Regions from separate parts of the Mus musculus genome. Here regions 1, 2, 3 and 4 are each linked to region 5. Evidence: chromatin contacts called from public ChIA-PET and HiChIP or PLAC-seq data. All regions are on one chromosome and are shown on one strand. The core of a region is the stretch at or near the end of the contact, and the rest is flanking DNA. Distances in the headings are between cores, read along the strand shown.

What was found. ChIA-PET counts read pairs in DNA pulled down with a chosen protein or histone mark. HiChIP or PLAC-seq counts read pairs in DNA pulled down with a chosen protein or histone mark.
Region 1: an H3K27ac HiChIP or PLAC-seq map of T-cell acute lymphoblastic leukemia shows a contact between it and region 5, with 3 times the contacts expected there. The contact joins the promoter of Shld1 here to the enhancer-like site in region 5. A contact is called at or near these places in 13 of 39 promoter capture datasets (the C10 cell line, the HPC-7 cell line, cranial neural crest and 8 more), 5 of 484 Hi-C or Micro-C datasets (B cells, bone marrow-derived macrophages, embryonic somatosensory cortex and 2 more), 11 of 115 datasets of contacts at active chromatin or transcription factors (T-cell acute lymphoblastic leukemia, embryonic forebrain, embryonic stem cells and 6 more) and 4 of 9 other capture datasets (adipose tissue, embryonic stem cells, liver and 1 more).
Region 2: a contact with region 5 is called in an RNA polymerase II ChIA-PET map of memory CD8 T cells, with 5 read pairs. The contact joins two enhancer-like sites. A contact is called at or near these places in 2 of 484 Hi-C or Micro-C datasets (liver and macrophages) and 2 of 115 datasets of contacts at active chromatin or transcription factors (memory CD8 T cells and regulatory T cell precursor).
Region 3: a contact with region 5 is called in an RNA polymerase II ChIA-PET map of memory CD8 T cells, with 13 read pairs. The contact joins two enhancer-like sites. A contact is called at or near these places in 1 of 115 datasets of contacts at active chromatin or transcription factors (memory CD8 T cells) and 1 of 9 other capture datasets (macrophages).
Region 4: an RNA polymerase II ChIA-PET map of memory CD8 T cells shows a contact between it and region 5, with 5 read pairs. The contact joins two enhancer-like sites. A contact is called at or near these places in 2 of 115 datasets of contacts at active chromatin or transcription factors (acute myeloid leukemia and memory CD8 T cells) and 1 of 9 other capture datasets (pancreatic islet).

The regions. Positions count from the first base shown.
Region 1 is chr2:132,685,043-132,688,226 of GRCm38.p6, forward strand. It overlaps Shld1 (shieldin complex subunit 1), which reads left to right and starts at 1,889. Exons shown (of 3, transcript NM_001358260.1): 1 at 1,889-1,939.
Region 2 is chr2:132,606,443-132,609,691 of GRCm38.p6, forward strand. The region is part of intron 2 of AU019990 (expressed sequence AU019990); the gene reads left to right. Among named protein-coding and RNA genes, the nearest start is that of AU019990, 9.9 kb to the left of the region's middle. Within about 2 kb of position 1,404, at least 179 of the 459 cell types and tissues checked have an H3K27ac peak or open chromatin away from gene starts, as enhancers often do. A contact at or near this core is called in memory CD8 T cells, where this site is marked.
Region 3 is chr2:131,991,047-131,994,418 of GRCm38.p6, forward strand. It overlaps Rassf2 (Ras association (RalGDS/AF-6) domain family member 2), which reads right to left. Exons shown (of 11, transcript NM_175445.4): 11 at 1,804-3,372. Among named protein-coding and RNA genes, the nearest start is that of Rassf2, 37 kb to the right of the region's middle. Within about 2 kb of position 1,630, at least 63 of the 459 cell types and tissues checked have an H3K27ac peak or open chromatin away from gene starts, as enhancers often do. A contact at or near this core is called in memory CD8 T cells, where this site is marked.
Region 4 is chr2:132,656,846-132,660,068 of GRCm38.p6, forward strand. No RefSeq gene overlaps it. Among named protein-coding and RNA genes, the nearest start is that of Shld1, 28 kb to the right of the region's middle. Within about 2 kb of position 1,741, at least 32 of the 459 cell types and tissues checked have an H3K27ac peak or open chromatin away from gene starts, as enhancers often do. A contact at or near this core is called in memory CD8 T cells, where this site is marked.
Region 5 is chr2:132,290,664-132,293,695 of GRCm38.p6, forward strand. Cds2 (CDP-diacylglycerol synthase (phosphatidate cytidylyltransferase) 2) reads left to right here. Exons shown (of 13, transcript NM_138651.7): 2 at 2,582-2,718. Among named protein-coding and RNA genes, the nearest start is that of Gm46766, 29 kb to the left of the region's middle. Within about 2 kb of position 1,633, at least 111 of the 459 cell types and tissues checked have an H3K27ac peak or open chromatin away from gene starts, as enhancers often do. A contact at or near this core is called in T-cell acute lymphoblastic leukemia, heart atrium, hippocampal neurons and 3 more, where this site is marked.

The sequences.
Region 1 (3,184 bases), core at 639-3,138, 390 kb after region 5:
AAGTAGAAAAAACTGTTCCTAAGGAATGAAGCTGTGAGGAAGGAAAACTCAGGGCAAGAAAGAACAAGCAATGAAACCAGTGTGGAGGAGGTGGAGCTGGGGAGAGATGAGGTCTTTGTCTGACATGGTAATTTGAACTTGCTTAGCCCAGGGAATGGCACTGTTAGGTGTGGCCTTGATGGAGAGGGTGTGTCACTGTTGGGGTGGGCTTTTAGACCCTCCTCCTAGCTGCCTGGAAGCTAGTCTTCTGGCAGCCTTTAGATCAAGATGTAGAACTCTCAGCTCCTTCTCTAGCACCAAGACTGCTTGCACATGACCATGACTGAACCTCTGACATTGTAAGCCAGCCCCAATTAAATGTTGTCACATATGAGAGTTGACTTGTCTCTTCACAGCAATGGAAACCCTAACTAAGACATGTGCACACACTTTCACAGTATATAGTATTGAATGGCCAAACCTCAAGCACTATTTGCTTTTATTTTATTTATTTATTTATTTATTTATTTATTTATTTGAGACAGCGTTTTACTATCTATCTATGGCTGGCCTGGAATAGATAACTATTTATTTATTTATTTATTTATTTATTTATTTATTTATTTATTTATTTATTTGAGACAGCGTTTTACTATCTATCTATGGCTGGCCTGGAATAGATAACTAGACTAGGATGGCCTTGAGTTCACAGAGAACAGCCTATTTCAGCCACTTGAGCAGTGGATTCTAAAGACATTTATCACCACAACTGGCTCAAGCACAACGCTTAAATATTTTAAAATATTTTCTGTGTGTATGCCTGGTGCCTTTGGAGGTTAGAAAAGGACAATGGGTTCTCTGGAACTGGGTTTAGAAAAGGATGTCAGCTGTCATGTAAACACTGGAAACTGAACCCAGGTCCTCTGGAAGAGCAGCCCATGTTCCTTACTGCTAAACCATCTCTCTAGCCCCTAAAGCAGTAATTTGAAAACATTCCTCTAACTTGCAGGACTCCTAATGTGTGGGGTCTCACCCAAAGGTAGGGATCTGGAGGGGCTGTAAATATACTGGACCCCTCAAGACTATGGTGGGGGAGAAAACCGTCCAATTAAACAGAATTGTTTTAGACTAGCTTTTTACAGTAGTAGGCCCAGTGGACAGAACCAAACTGGAATGGAATCTTTTGTGCTAAGTGCCACTTAAATGAACTTGAAACAAGCTTGCTTTCTCCATAGTTCTGCTCAACACAATCTCCTTTGTTTAAACCTATAAGGATAGTACCCTAGAACTTGGGCTTTTCATTCTCTTTCCATTTCTCCCATAAGAAAATATGGGACGTCTCCCCATAAGCAGATCCATGCTGCTCTAGAACTCTCCACTAGCTCTAGGCTGAGTTTGTTCTGGTTGTGTGCTTTCTTGAGAGGGGTGGAATTTGGGACCAAATTCCAGACACCGATTCACATGCTACGCCATATCCCCAGCCCCTCGAATTTTGTCTTTCAACAGTCAACCCTTTTGTTCTTTTGTGTGGTCCTGAAATTTTAGCCCGAATAGAATCCATGTAACAATATTAAATTATTCTTAATGCTGTCTGAGAGAATTTTGCTAGCCTAAAGCTCCTGATCGTCTTGCCTCACAACGTCCTCCCAAGGCCTCGGGTTCAGACTGTACTTCCAAGGCCAGTTTTCGTCTTATGTCCTTTTTAAGAGACTTTGCATGTTAACAGTTTCCCAGTTTCTTTGGAGTCGGACAAGGACACTTAGAGCAACTAAATATCCCAGATGACCGTCCTGCTGCAGGAGTTCAGGCAAATGCCCTCAGTTAAGATGGCCGCAGCTGACTTGCCTTGACCTTTTCTCGCCTCAGCAAAGACGGGTTCAACAACTTCCTTTTAAACTCTGCTTTTCCCATAACAAAGATGGAGCCAGCGCTTCCGGTTCCGGGCTCTTGCGGTCAGCCGGTGAGTGACACGGGGCTCTGAGAACCTCTGCCGGTTTTTCTGCCGTTCTGGAGGGCGGTGGGAAGGGAGCGGGGAAGCGAGGAGGGAGGGGGAGGAGCGGATGGTTTATTCCGCCGGTTTCCCTGGCACCTGCCCCGCCCCGCCCCTCCGCTCCAAGCTCCGCCCACTGCGCTCTTTTTACCTCGCTCTGGAATTAGTAGAGATCAGGATTAGTTCCAGTCAATTATTTATTTTGGTTTTGTTAAGGCTTTTATGGTTTTGGTTTGCATATATATATAGTCTCTCTACATAGCTATGGTTGTCCTGGAATTCACTATGTCGATCAGGCTGGCCTCGAACTTACAAATAGATCCTCCTTCCTATGCTGGCATTAAAGGCGTGGGCTACCAGGGGTCTATTATAATTTTAAACAGCAGTATTAGTAACTTGATGTTTCCATAAAAATCAAAAGTGTAAACTACAGTCTGTTTTGTACGTTAGCCTAATTGTGCACTTGTGATAACCCTGGACTGTTCTCATCACGCCAAGGAAAACTATTTATTGAGGAACACAGTCCAGAACCAGAGAGCTTCGCTCCGCCCACCACTTGCCCCTACCCCAGTCCTGGGCTATGACCAGAGTGCTGTCTGTCTCTAGGGTTGTTTAATTTGCATTGTATATAAACGGAATCAAAAAAGTATGTGGCTAGATTCTTGGGGCAGGGATTTGCAAAGCTTGTTTTGGGGACTTGAGAGAATTGCATTCCATGGATGACTTAACAATGCCTATCTTTATGGAATCGTATTGCATATTCTTATTTTTATGTTGAAAAGGACCTTCCTGTCTGTTTTCTGAATTTCTCCATCAATTGCCCATCAGTGTGATTCTACTTTGGGACTTACCTTTCTCTTTCACTTCTATGTCTTTGTGTCAATATTCTTGTCTTCATTCCAGGATCTCCATCACATCTGACTTGCACTATTTGTTTTGTTTTGTAGGGATAGTTTGGGCATTAGTAACATCATATTTTATTTTTTATTTTGTTATGTTTTATTTTAGTTTATTTTTAGGACAGGGTCTCACTATGTAGCTCTGGCTGGCCAGGAACTCACTATGTAGTTCAGTGGGCTCTAAACATACAGAGCTGGGCTTATGTCTGCTAGAACTAAAGGCATGGGCCACCACCCCTGCGAATAGCACCATCTTAAGATACTGGCTTCTGGTGCACGAACAAGGAAGGTCTTCCATTTCTTTAGTGCATATTTA
Region 2 (3,249 bases), core at 154-2,653, 320 kb after region 5:
CACTTGAGCCATTGGTGGTCATTGCCTCCTTCCAGTCAGGATGCCAATACTAGTGATAAAATAAAGCCCTACAAATATCAAACTCATTTTTTTTTCTCATGAGAACAGAAGTATTAGGGTTAAGGACGGAACATACTTGGTGAAATGCTTGCTGAGGTCACACATGAGACCCTAGGTTGAATCCTCAGCACTGAGTAAACTAAGCTAAGTGGTGCCCACCTATAATCCCAGCACTCAGGAGGATCCAAAGTTCAATCCTCACTTACATAGTGAGTTCAAGGCCAACCTGGGTTATATGAGGCTGTCTCAAAGAAACAAACCAAATAATTTTAAATAAAAAATAAACATAATCAGCAGAAGAAAATACCCTAATGCTGGCAAGATGGTAAAGGCATATGCCACCAAGCCAGGCTCCTGGGATTTGATCCCTGGGACCTATATGGTAGAGAGAAGGTGAGAAATGACTTCACAGGTTGTCTTTAGACTTATACACACACACACACATACACACACACACACACAGAGAGAGAGAGAGAGAGAGAGACAGAGACAGAGAGAGAGAGAGAGACAGAGACAGAGAGACAGAGACAGAGAGAGAGACACATATACACAGAGAAAGTAAATGGATAAAAATTTTAAAACAAGTAATCCTCCTCCCAGCTTTGAAACACTGGAAGTCAAGGAATCACTCCAACTCAGTCCATGGAAGTTGAATCCAGTAAACTACTTAATCACATCTGGTTTCCATAGCAACAACCACATACACGGCTTTGTTGAACAAGACTGAATAAGGGCTGCCAGTGTGAAACACAAATTGTGCTCTGTTCTTGGTTCATCAGCATCTCCTCCTTGAACACTGGGTGCAAAGGGTGCAGCACTCCGCGTTTTTCTCCGTGGTGATCACCTGGCTTCACAGGGATCACCTCAGCTCCTTGTTTCTGGTGCAGAGCTCAGGACTGTGGGAGGAGACACATTGCAAGCACTCTAAACGGAAAGAAAACCATTTCAGATAGTTGCTCATCCACCCAGGGATTTTTTTTCTCCCAGGCAGTCGTGCCTTTTTCTGTTGTATTCGGATCTGAGACAGATTTCCTAAGTGCCAGGCTATTTTTAGAGGGGCTTGGGAGAGGGAAGAGCTTAAAATCCACCTAAACTTAGACTCAGTGTCTCTCAGGGATACAGTTTGCACGTGCACAAACATGCCACACTACAGATCCCAGGCTTCTCTCCCTCTAGACTGAGAACTCAAAGATGAGAAGAATCACTCTCCAGCACAGGCTGAGGGAGAGGGGGTGAGATGGGAGCTGTTGGCTGGATAAATGTTCTGGGAAGTTACAGGGCACAGGCCTACAGGTGAAGGGGAATCCCCGGCCTGAAAGAAAAAACTCAGCAAGATTACATCAGCAGGTGGCGAGGTGAAAGGCTGAGCAGTGGATAGGCAGCCACAGAGTCTGGGCTTTCCCTCAAGAGCAACAGGAAGTTGGTGATCAAGGAAGTCACACAACTGGAGTTGCTGTGTAGAAAGATGACATTCAACCCTCAAGACCCTGAGACAGTCCTCAATGAGAGCTCTGCTTTTAGGCCTTCTCTTCCTCTGTGACATAGCCCATCTTCCCAGCTGCCATTCCCTCAGGAGTGGCAGCTTCTATAGTAGTTGACTAGGGAGCCCCACGATGAGGGCAAAGAGAAACTGCTCACTCTTTGCTGTGGATTGGAGAGCCCTCAATCTCCAAGGCTGAATGAAGTCCTGTTACCAGTGGTATAGTTGGGGACATGGGCAGTAAACTTAGGAGGTCCCAAAAGATAATTCTTCATCTGGCAGCATTGCTGGCCATGTATGTATGTATGTATGTATGTATGTATGTATGTATGTATGTATTGGGTTTTTTTTTGAGACAGGGTTTCTCTGTGTAGCCCTGGCTGTCCTGGAACTCACTCTGTAGACCAGGCTGGCCTTGAGCTCAGAAATCTGCCTGCCTCTGCCTCCCAAGTGCTGGGATTAAAGGCATGCGCCACCACTGCCTGGCTCAGCATTGCTGGCCTTAAGGAGTAAACTAGGGCTCTCTCTAGTATGAAGACCTTGAAGAAAAAACACACAACAGGAAGGTGGCCATCTATAAGCCAGGTCATGTAGCACCCTGATATTAGACTTCTAGCTTTTAGAATCCTTTGTTCATTACCTCGTGATATTTTATTATGATTATCCAAGCAAGCTGTATTACATTTTTTTAAAAGATTTATTTATTTATTATATGTAAGTACACTGTAGCTGTCTTCAGACACTCCAGAAGAGGGCATCAGATCTTGTTACTGATGGTTGTGAGCCACCATGTGGTTGCTGGGATTTGAACTCGGACCTTTGGAAGGGCAGTCGGTGCTCTTAACCACTGAGCCATCTCTCCAGCCCTGTATTACATTTTTAGTTACATTTATCATTTAATTGTTATTTATTTATTTATTTATTTACTCTGTGTGTGTGTGTGTACGTGTGCCACACTGCATAGCACACCTCAGACAACAGCATGGAGGAATCGAATCTCAACCATCACATAGATCCCAGAATTTGAACTCAGGTCTGAGGTCACAGAATAGCTCAGAAGAGTTTGTGCTCTGTCTTTATCACACAGATCCCACAGACTGAACGCAGGTTGTCAGGCTTGACAGCTTGTGTCTGTGCCCCATGAGCCATCTCGCCTGACCTGTATTAGTTTCCTATGGGCCTCTGTGACTAAAATATCTGCCCAAACAACCAAGGCATAAAAGACTCATCTGGGCTCATAGGGTTTGAGGGACCTCAGACCATCATGGTGGATGGAAGCACAATGAGATGGACCTTGGGACAGCAGCTCCCACATCACCTGTCCAGCCAGTCAGCTGAGTACACAGGCAGAGATCAGAAATGGAAATGACACTTGAATACCCACCATTAGTGACATGCTTCCGTCAGCCAGGTCCACCTGCTATAACTTCACAGCCTCCAAAATGGTGTCACAAGTGCTGGGGTCAAGCATTCAGAGTGGAACATTCAAATTATAAGTCATTGTCCTTCCAGACAATGAAGAATAAATATTTTTATAGAATTTCTTTCCTTTATAAACCTGAAGAATATTCCAATATATGCTGTATGTGTATGTATGTATCATATTTTAAAAACATCCTGCTCTCAGCCCATGACTACTTGTTTCTCCCTTCATCCAGCATCTTTCTTCTTCTTCTCCTCTTCTTCCTCCTCCTCCTATTCCTCATCTT
Region 3 (3,372 bases), core at 380-2,879, 300 kb before region 5:
TGTACTCCACCTAGTGAGAACTGTAGCAGGAAAATCAGACAGCACTAAATCAAACCCATTCCCACAAAGTACAGCATGAGCTGCCAGTTCCCTTTCAGCTTGCTAATATTTGTTGGATAATCTACACATTCTGACTTTCTGAGACCTACTGCCTGCCTGGACCCCAAAGAAACCATTTGTCTCTTGTCTATGTCACACACCCCTGTGACATACAGTATAAAAGTCTGCTGCATTTTGGGGAAACATCATTAAAAATCTTGTCTTGGTTGTTTTTTTGTTCTAGGAAATAAATTATGGTAATTATTTATCCTTTGTGGCCAGGTTTCCAGGAAGATAACTGTTGATTGCATGTTCAAGCTTTATAAACCAACCATTCTTCTCCTTTGCGTTAGTCAGGGATCTCCAAATTGTGTGCGTGCGTGTGTGTGTGTGTGTGTGTATGTGTGTGTGTGCGCGCGTGCGTGCGTGCGTGCGTGTGTGTGTGTGTGTGTGTGTGTGTGTGTGTGAGAGAGAGAGAGAGAGAGAGAGAGAGAGAGAGAATTCACAAGATATTAGGTGAGTAAGACACAAGTCAAACAATGTTGAAATGAGTGCTGGAGCAGACAGAGAAACTGGGAAGCAGGGTGGTGACAGGCCACATCTACAGCCACTACATTTGTGCAGCCTCTGTAGAGCATGTGGCAAATTCAAGATTGCCTTTGGGAAATTTGTGGGATCAAATTTCCCACAGTTGGTTGAATCCAGTGATGTGGAATCTGTAGATAGAGAGGTCTGACTAATATTTACACACGCACACATGCACACACACACACTGATGAGGCCCACCCTCACTGTGAAGGGCAATCTACTCAAAGTCTACTGATTTAAGTATTAATTTCATCTAAAACAAACAAACACCTCAAAACAACATCTAGCATTTTTCCAAACGTCTTGGACCACAGCCTAACCAAGTTGACAGTTGCCGCCAGCCACGCTGCACTCACACCTTCAGCAGAGTGGAATTCAGATGTTAGATTGAAAGCCAAGCTCTGGGAGACCACTAAGTGAGTGCCACCAATGAAGTAGGGCCAGGTTCCCACATCCTAGTTTACAGTTGAGAAAATTAAGCATAGAAATAAATTCATGGACTTAACAGAATGGATTCATCCAGCATCTGAATGAACCAGAGTGGACCTCAGGTGACATCTAGTGCCACTCTGCCAGGTCCCAGCTCCTTCTACCATCAGAAACAGTTAGTGGTTTGAATGTGTCCCCCAAATTCACATGTTAGAACCTTGGTCCCCAGTGGCAGAAGGGCCTGGAGGGAACTGGGCCATTAGAAGTCTGCCGTGGTGAGTATAATAACCCGCTCGTGGGATCATGGGATACTGTAGGAGCAGCTTAATTGTCAACACAAGCTCTCAAGCTCAGGGGCAGTGTGTGCACTTGGCATGCACAGGGCCAAGTTCATCCCTGCCGCCAAGGAGACAGAACAAATATGTAAAACCAAGCTCTCTCCACTGTGCTTTTTACTATGGGGCTCCCCAAAGGCCCCACCAGTCACTAACTCCATGCTGGTAGACTTTACAGTCTCCAGTGCTTGAGCTAGATATAAGCCTTCAACTCTTTGTACATTTCCTGTTCTCTGCTACTTTGTTATGTAACACTAAATAGACTAAAAAAAACATTACAGCTAACTCTGGGCACATTCAAACCCTAAACCCTGGGGGAAGGAAACAGGCTTGAGGTTTCTCAGCCTTCACCTTCCAACTGATGGCAGAAGCAGAGCTCCCCTCCAAAGGCTCAAAGCAGATCCACAGGGGCTCGCTTCCAAAAGTGCTTTATTTAAATAAGGTCTAAGATGGATACATTACAAAAAAAATAATAATTAAAAAATAAAAGGCTACAAAACCATGGCTCCCCATCAAGGTCCCATCCAATCATGTTAAGATTCCTAAGCACATCCGATTTTCAGTTCATAACCAACAGTTAAGCCAAGTCATGTACCATTCCTAACAGGCAAGTTATGATGAAGAAAAAAAAAAAAAAAAAGACTCCACTCAACTAAGAAAAAACCCGAAGAAACACTAGTAGTAACCCCAGAACCCAGCAACCCCAGAATCCAGCAACCTGGAGACTGAGGCTTCTCCAAAGTTCACAGTTCAAGCACCTCTGTGCTCAGTTTAATGGGAGCAGGAGGAAGGGAGGAAGGTGTACCCCAAGGAATGGCAACCACTGTCAATTATGTCTGAAGGAAGGGATGTCACATCAGGTTCATAGATGCTCTCTCATCCGGCGGAAGCCAGGCTTTCCAGAAAACAACCTAGGTGATATGCTTTAAGATAGGCAGTGCTGTGGGGGTGAGCTAGGGCAGCCTCCTACCTCCTCCCTCACCAGGGCAAAGCTGACTCCTGTGGGACATTAAAACTCCTTTGGTCACTGGACATATTTCTTTCTTGGAAATGTATCCCTAACCCCAAACTTTCCACGTTACAAAGCTGCGTTTGTCCATGGTGTTAGCTGTGTGCCCTTCACCAGTAGCACAGGCATGACGGGTGTTTGTGCTTTGGGCCCCTTTCCAACTAACACCCCCACCCACTGTGAGGCATCAGCTCCCCGCTAACATGGTCACCGAGAAAGTCAACCTGTGCTTGGCCTCACCACCTCGCTCAGGCGGAGGCTGGTGTTCTCGGCACTTGATCACCTTGTAAAATAAGCCTTTGTGGGGGTGGGGGTGGGGGAGGGGAAGAGTCCAGAGGCAGCCGAACCACTTTTCACATGCTGGATTAGCACCCCCACCGCCGCCTTATGCGTTAGTCTTTTATTTCTCAGGATTTCAGGTCCATTGCACCCAATTACATAAGCCCACACTAATCAGTCTTGGAGTTCAAAGCTGTGAAGTGAGACCAGTGAGAAAATCCAGTCGTCACTGTAGAGGTCTGTTCTGCTGCGGCTATGTCAAAGGCTTCCAAAGTGCAGGGGGTAGTGTGGTGCTTGGTGCAGGCGTCGGGAACCAGCCTCTGACACTCTAAGCAATCCCTCTATCACTGAGCTACACCACTGCTGCGTGCGTGCGTGCATGCGTGCATGTGTGTGTGTGTGTGTGTGTGTGTGTGTGTGTGTGTGTGTGTGTGTGTGTGTGTGTTTCTAGAGATTGAAGTCGGCTTTTCACACACACTAAGAAAATGTTCCACCACTGAGTCTCATTCCCAGCCAATTTCCTAAAACTCCTGCCCAGTTCTTTGGACATAAGGCATGATCTCTAGGGAATGTGCCAAGATGGATTAGTGAACATGTACCCCAACTCCCTTTCTGAACCCCAGTCTTTAAAAGCTGTCTATCTTGGCACCACCATCTTGGAAAGCCTGGCAACCCGATGCCCAGCAACAGTCA
Region 4 (3,223 bases), core at 491-2,990, 370 kb after region 5:
CTGTTGTTATTATTGTTGTCAGTTTTTGTTTGCTTGTTTGTGGCAAGAGTCTCTTGTAAACCAGTACTTACTTACAGAACAGACACCCAAAGGTTGAGCTCTGCCCTCCACACGTGTGCTGTGGCAGGTGAGTGTTCACACGCAACCCATACTTTTTACAGACGCGCACAAGAACAAGCTGAGTGTAGTAACTCACACCTGGGTTCCATATGTAGATAGATTGACACTAGTTATGCTTGGGGTTTCAGATGAGTCAGGGTAGTAAATATGTAGCAAGCAAGAGAATACATAGTAGATAGGTGGTAGCAGCAGACACATGGTAACAACACCTGATGGTGTTGGGAACTTACAACATCCAGTAGGAACAACTGCAGTAAGCTGGCTAGGAGAACAAGCAACAGTAAGACCATCAACATCTGGCAGAAATGGCTCCTGGCAAAGCAAGCCGTTTCTCTGTGGATGAACTTTTACCACCCTGTTCCTACTGTTGGTGTTCTTAAGCAGGAGGTAAACAACTGCAACTCCCACAGAAAACAGTTTACCTTCCAGCCATTTGCAATGTTGCAATAGATTAAATATCCATAGCCTCTGGCTGTTGTCCTCTCTTCCTGCCCCAGAAATGAGAGGTCAGCCTGCCCCGGGGACAAAGAGATTTGGAGGACATTCATGAGCTTGTTCCAATCTGAGAGGTGGTTCATCTCTTGTTCCCAGAGTCTGCTTTTGTCAAGAGCAAGAAAATTGATCAACATAATGTGCATTACACTGAACCCAAAAGATAGCTGAGAGTTCAAGGCCAACCTAGGCCACAGAGTGAAACCTCATCTCATAAAAACCAAACCAACCACACAAACAATAGCAAATGCTGACAAAGATGTGCTGGGTGTGTGTGTGTGTGTGTGTGTGTGTGTGTGTGTGTGTGTGTGTGTGTACGTGTGTACCTTACAGTTCTGAGAGGTATGTAAACTGCTGCAGCCACCATGTAAACTAGTATGGAAGTTCCTCAAAATACTAAAATATTCCTGGGGCTGGAGACTGGCTAAGCAGTTAAGACTTGGATTCAATTCCCAGCACCCACATGGCGGCTCACAGCTCTCTATAACTACAGTTCCAAAAGATGTGACATCTTCTGACCCCTCAGGTACCAGTGGCACAGAGACATACACACATGCAGGCAAGAGAGACATCCCACACACGTTAAAAACAACAACAACAACAACAACAACAACAACAACAACAACAAAAGCTAATATTCCCTATATCACACCTGGGAGCACAGTAGAGTTTTATTTGGCCACAAAGAAAGATGAGTTATGTCATTTCCAGGAAAATGGGTAGGCCTGAACATGATAGTCAGTGAGCTAGAACCAGAAATACAAATATCACATCTTATCTCATCATGGAATCTATTTTGTATAGGTGTGTGTGAGTGTATGTGTGAGTGTGTGTATGTATGGTTGTGTATGTATGTGGTATTAGCTGCTTCTCCATTGCTGTGATAAAACACATTGACTAAAAACAACTTATAGAAGATTGATTTTGGCTTTCTGTTACAGGAGGAAAGTCCAGAATGGCCAGAAAGGTAAGGCATGGTAGGAGAATCGGGAAGCTGACTGATCACATTTTCATCTAAACACAAGAAGCAGACAGAAAGAACCAGGAAGTGGGACAAAGCTATAAACCCTCAAAGCCTACCCCCCTCAAAGCCTACCCCCAGCAGCTTACTTCCTCTGAACACACAGTTTATCAGGCTGTCAACCTGACTGGGTTAGAATAGACTAAGAGAGAAGCTGCTTGTAGGGTCTATCCTGTCCCCGTGGCTCTGCAGGGACATGATAGATATTGTGGCATGATGTTCCATGCCACAACAGCTGCTGGGAGATCTAGCCTGTAGACTGGGCAACCGATGAACACTTGGTTTCTCTGGTGTAAGACAACCATCGCTGGAGTACTCTGGTTGTATTGTGTAAGCCAGTGTAATAAATCTCTTTTTGATATATAGTCATTCTGCTCCACTAGAGAACTCTTGACCAGCGCCCCAGGCTGGCCTCAAGCTGCTTACATAGCTGAGGACGACCTTGAACTTCAGGCTTTCCCCGATTTCAACTCCTAAGTGTTCGGATCACAAGCATGGGCCAGTTTTACATGGTACTAGACACCAAGCCAGGGCTCTGTGCACCGTAGCAAAGTGCACTACAAACCAAGCTATCTCCTCAACCCTAAATCTGCATTCTTTAGGGCATATGACCTGTGGTGTTTTGTTATGACAGATCCAACAGAATAATGAGGACTTACATTTAGTCCTTTCTCACACGTGCTATCAGGGTTTTGAATTTTGCTTGCTGTTTCTTGTCTTGATATATACACTAAGATAGTATCTTACTATGTATCCCTGGGTGGTGTGGAACTCTGTGCGTGGATCAGGCTGGCTTCAACCTCCTATAGAGCCACCTGCCTCGGCTTCCTAAATTCTGGGATTAAAGATGCAAGGCACCATGCTAGGCTTTTGAAGTGATATTTTCAAGGTGTGTGTGTGTGTGTGTGTGTGTGTGTGTGTGCCTTTAAACATAGAAAACAAATTATATTATTTTTTGATTGATAATCTATAACTCAAATATTTGTAGGTCTGCTTCTGTTGGAGGGGGGTTCTTGTTAATACAGGCTTGTTCCTCTATGTGATATTATCTTTGTACACTTATACAGAATTCATATGTGGGAATCATTTGAGACCCGGATGAGGGCATCTTTCCCCACAGAAGATTTCTGTTCCCCTCCACTGTCATCTGAAGGTGACACAAACCACTTTAGTTCTAGTCCAGATCAAATCTTTAGCTTCCTTAGACTGTGTGGCTACACATGCCTGTAATTCCAGCATTTGTGGGGCCAAAACAGGATTATAGGAAATAACTAGGGGAACATAATGAGTCCTTATATAAATGTTAAATTAAAAGAAAAAAAGCATTTCCTTAGATTCTTCCAGTGATGTGGGCCAGCTTAAATCCTTCAGGAACTTGGCTTCATTCTCTGTTCACTCTGAAAAGGTAGCTCGGTCCCAGCCAAACGGAAGATCAGAGTCACCTCCCAGGGCAGGCTTTGCTAAGTGACATTTTCTTTCTTTCTTTCTTTCTTTCTTTCTTTCTTTCTTTCTTTCTTTCTTTCTTTCTTTCTTTCTTTCTTTCTCTCTCTCTCTCTTTCTCTCTCTCTCCCTTCTTCCTTCCTTCCTTTC
Region 5 (3,032 bases), core at 383-2,882:
TTTGTTTTGTTTTCAGGGTTTTTTTTGGGGGGCGGGGAGGCAGGGTTTCTCTGTGTAGCCCTGGCTGTCCTGGAACTCACTTTGTAGACCAGGCTGGCCTCGAACTCAGAGATCCGCCTGCCTCTGCCTCCCAAGTGCTGGGATTAAAGGTATGGGCCACCACTGCCCGGCTGTTATTTTTTTTAAATGTGTATTTAGTTACTTATTGTGGGATGGAGGCATGTGTGTGGAAGCCAGAGGACAACCTTTTGCAAGTTGGCTCTCGTTCTCTGTATACTAGAGAATGAAGTCAGGCCATCAGGCCTGACAGCAGCTGTCTTCCCACTGAGCCGTCCTCTCGGCTCCACTGCTGACTTCAAAGCAAGCAAGCAAGCAAGCAAGCAAACACTTACAATGTGTGTGGGTGCTGCATGTGTGTTGGTCCCTGGTGTGGCCAGGCGAGCTCTTGAGCTGGGGTAACAGAAAGATGTGAATGCTGTACACTGAACTCAGATCTTCTGGAAGGGGAGGGAGCAGGCCCTCTTCACCGCAGAGCAAGCCCTCCAGTCCCTCATTCTGAGCTCTCTGCCCAGTATGTGCTGCTTTTATTACGGGCCAGAATTTGGGCTCAGGTCTGTCTTCAGCCCAGCATGGAAGCTGCTGTGGGGTGCTTCCCTTTGACAGCTATCCTGAGTGGAAGGAGGTGCCTGTGGGTTAAGGAGAGGCCAGAAAAACTGCAGGCTCTAGGTTCTTGGTGTGCTTGGTCCTGACCTCTGCCTGGCTGTAAGGGTGAGTAGCGGAGGTGGCCAGCTTCAGCATTCCCAGCTGTGGGTAGGAGCCTGAATGGGCATTGGCCTCTTGCCTAGCGGTACTCCTAAGAAGGGCTCCAAGGTGTTTATTTCAGAGACTTCCTGAGCTTGCTCATTGGAGGCTGGTAAAACCTGGGGAGTTCCCTTCCTTGAGGCCTGCTTCTTCTAGACTTACTCCGTGTCTTGGTCCCTTATCCCAGTCATCCTGAGGTAGTGGCAGCAGCCATAGTGCTTTGTGAGTTCTGTATCCTTTTCCTGACTTGAGCCTCAGGATACCTCTCTTTCCTCTTCTTTTAAGAGGAAGTAGAATCAGGTCAGGGAAGATGTATGTCAGGCTTGGGGTCCATAAAAGACTATTTTATTTATTTACTTACTGGAGACTATTTTTTGGTTTTCTAAATCAGGGTTTCTCTATCTAGTCTTGGCTTTTCTGGAACTCAATAAACTGAGAGATTCGCCTGTCTCTAGCTTCTGAGTGCTGAGACTAAAGGTGTGTGCCACTATGACCTCCTGACTTCTTATTTTATTTTTTAGACATTTCTACTGTATACCCTTGACTGATTTGGAAATTTGCTGTAGACCCATGCAAGCCTCAGACTCAATGCAGTCTCCTGCCTCATCCTTTTGGGAGCTGAAATCACAGGATTGTAGATACATGCCACCTTATATGGCCAGAGATTCTTAGCATCCTCTCCGTAAACCAACCCTCACCCTTCTCTCCCCACCCCCCATCACTAGCCTTTGTTTTTGTCCTTTCCTGCCTAGGAACCCAGCAGTCTCAGTGAGTCTCCTTGACAACGGGATAGATAAGTTAAAAATAACCCTGTGCTGGGCCTTCTCTGATGCTTGGCTCAGTTTCTGTGGCTTCTGGATGCTCCTAGAGTGTGTCTGTGGGTGGATTGCAGGTCGGGCAGGGCAGGTGCTTACAGTTTGAAGCCCTGAGGTTTAGGGATCAGAGCTACAATAGCCACCACGTGGCATTATTATCTAGTCTTACTACAGGTTGCCAGTAAGGTGTGAGTGTAAATGTTAACGAATGGAAAGTTGATGTTGGTGCCAGGACTTCACTTTCTCTGAGAGGAGCAGTCATGGAGGTGTTAGTGTTTAAAGCCTGACAGTGGAGTGGGACACAGCTCTGGCGCCATTTGCTTCTCTCTCCTCAGGGAATCCCTACACTGGACCGGAGGATATAGATCAGTGGTAGATAATGTTTTGGTCTTACATGAACAAGGCCCTAGGCTTAATTTCCCAGTACTGTAAAACAAGACAACACACAAAGGAACCCCTAAGGATGAGGGGGACCCTTACTGAGTCCTTTCATAAAATGAGAATATCAAAGTGTTCAGCTATCTTGGTCAGTGGTGATAGAGGCCGTGGTTCTTCCCCTTGGTTAGGTGCAGGTGCAGGAGGAGCAGGGTTTTCAGAAATGGACAGCTATTTCTGCGTGCTTAGGCTGACATAGGGGTGAGCCTGGGATACTTAAACGATGGCAGGCTCAGGGCCAGGCCCTCAGAAGTCAGTCACAGCCTCCTCTCTTTGCATTCTTTGGAGGCCATTTCTGTCTTCTTATACCTCCTCCAGGGTCCACGGTGTGGGGCTGTTGACAGATTGGGTATGGCATCCCTGTCTCTACTCATGTCAGAACACTGTCAGGATTACTGTGGCCCATCTATCTTGTCACCTCACTATGCCAGTGCACTGAGTTCTTTTAATGGGATCTCCTGTGACAACTGTTCACTTTTAGTAGTTCCCCAGCAGTTTTGACCTTTGCTCTTTATTTTTGCGTTGTGTAGGAATCAGAGTCCGAAGCAAAGCTAGATGGAGAGACAGCGTCTGACAGCGAGAGCCGAGCGGAAACAGCTCCCCTACCAACCTCCGTAGATGACACCCCAGAGGTCCTTAACAGGGCCCTTTCCAACCTGTCCTCAAGGTAACCTGGCTTAGTGTGCATGTGTCCATTGCTGGGTAAGACAGGCTTTTAGGGTTTGCGGCTCAAGGTTATTTTCTCTCCTCCATGTACACCCACTGTGAACATTTCCTTCAGTCCAGGAAGAACTAAGAAGTCTAAGACTCCTGACCCCCGCCCCCAAAACCAGTCCTCTTAACAACAGCTGTGTGCATGCCTGAGAAGCATAAATCATGAGATTGCAAAGCATTCTCTGAAAGTGTCCCTGTGTCCTTGTGTCCCTCCCGTGGGTAGGGCATCGTGAATCCTTAGCCTTACCACTAGCTTGCCGTGGAGTC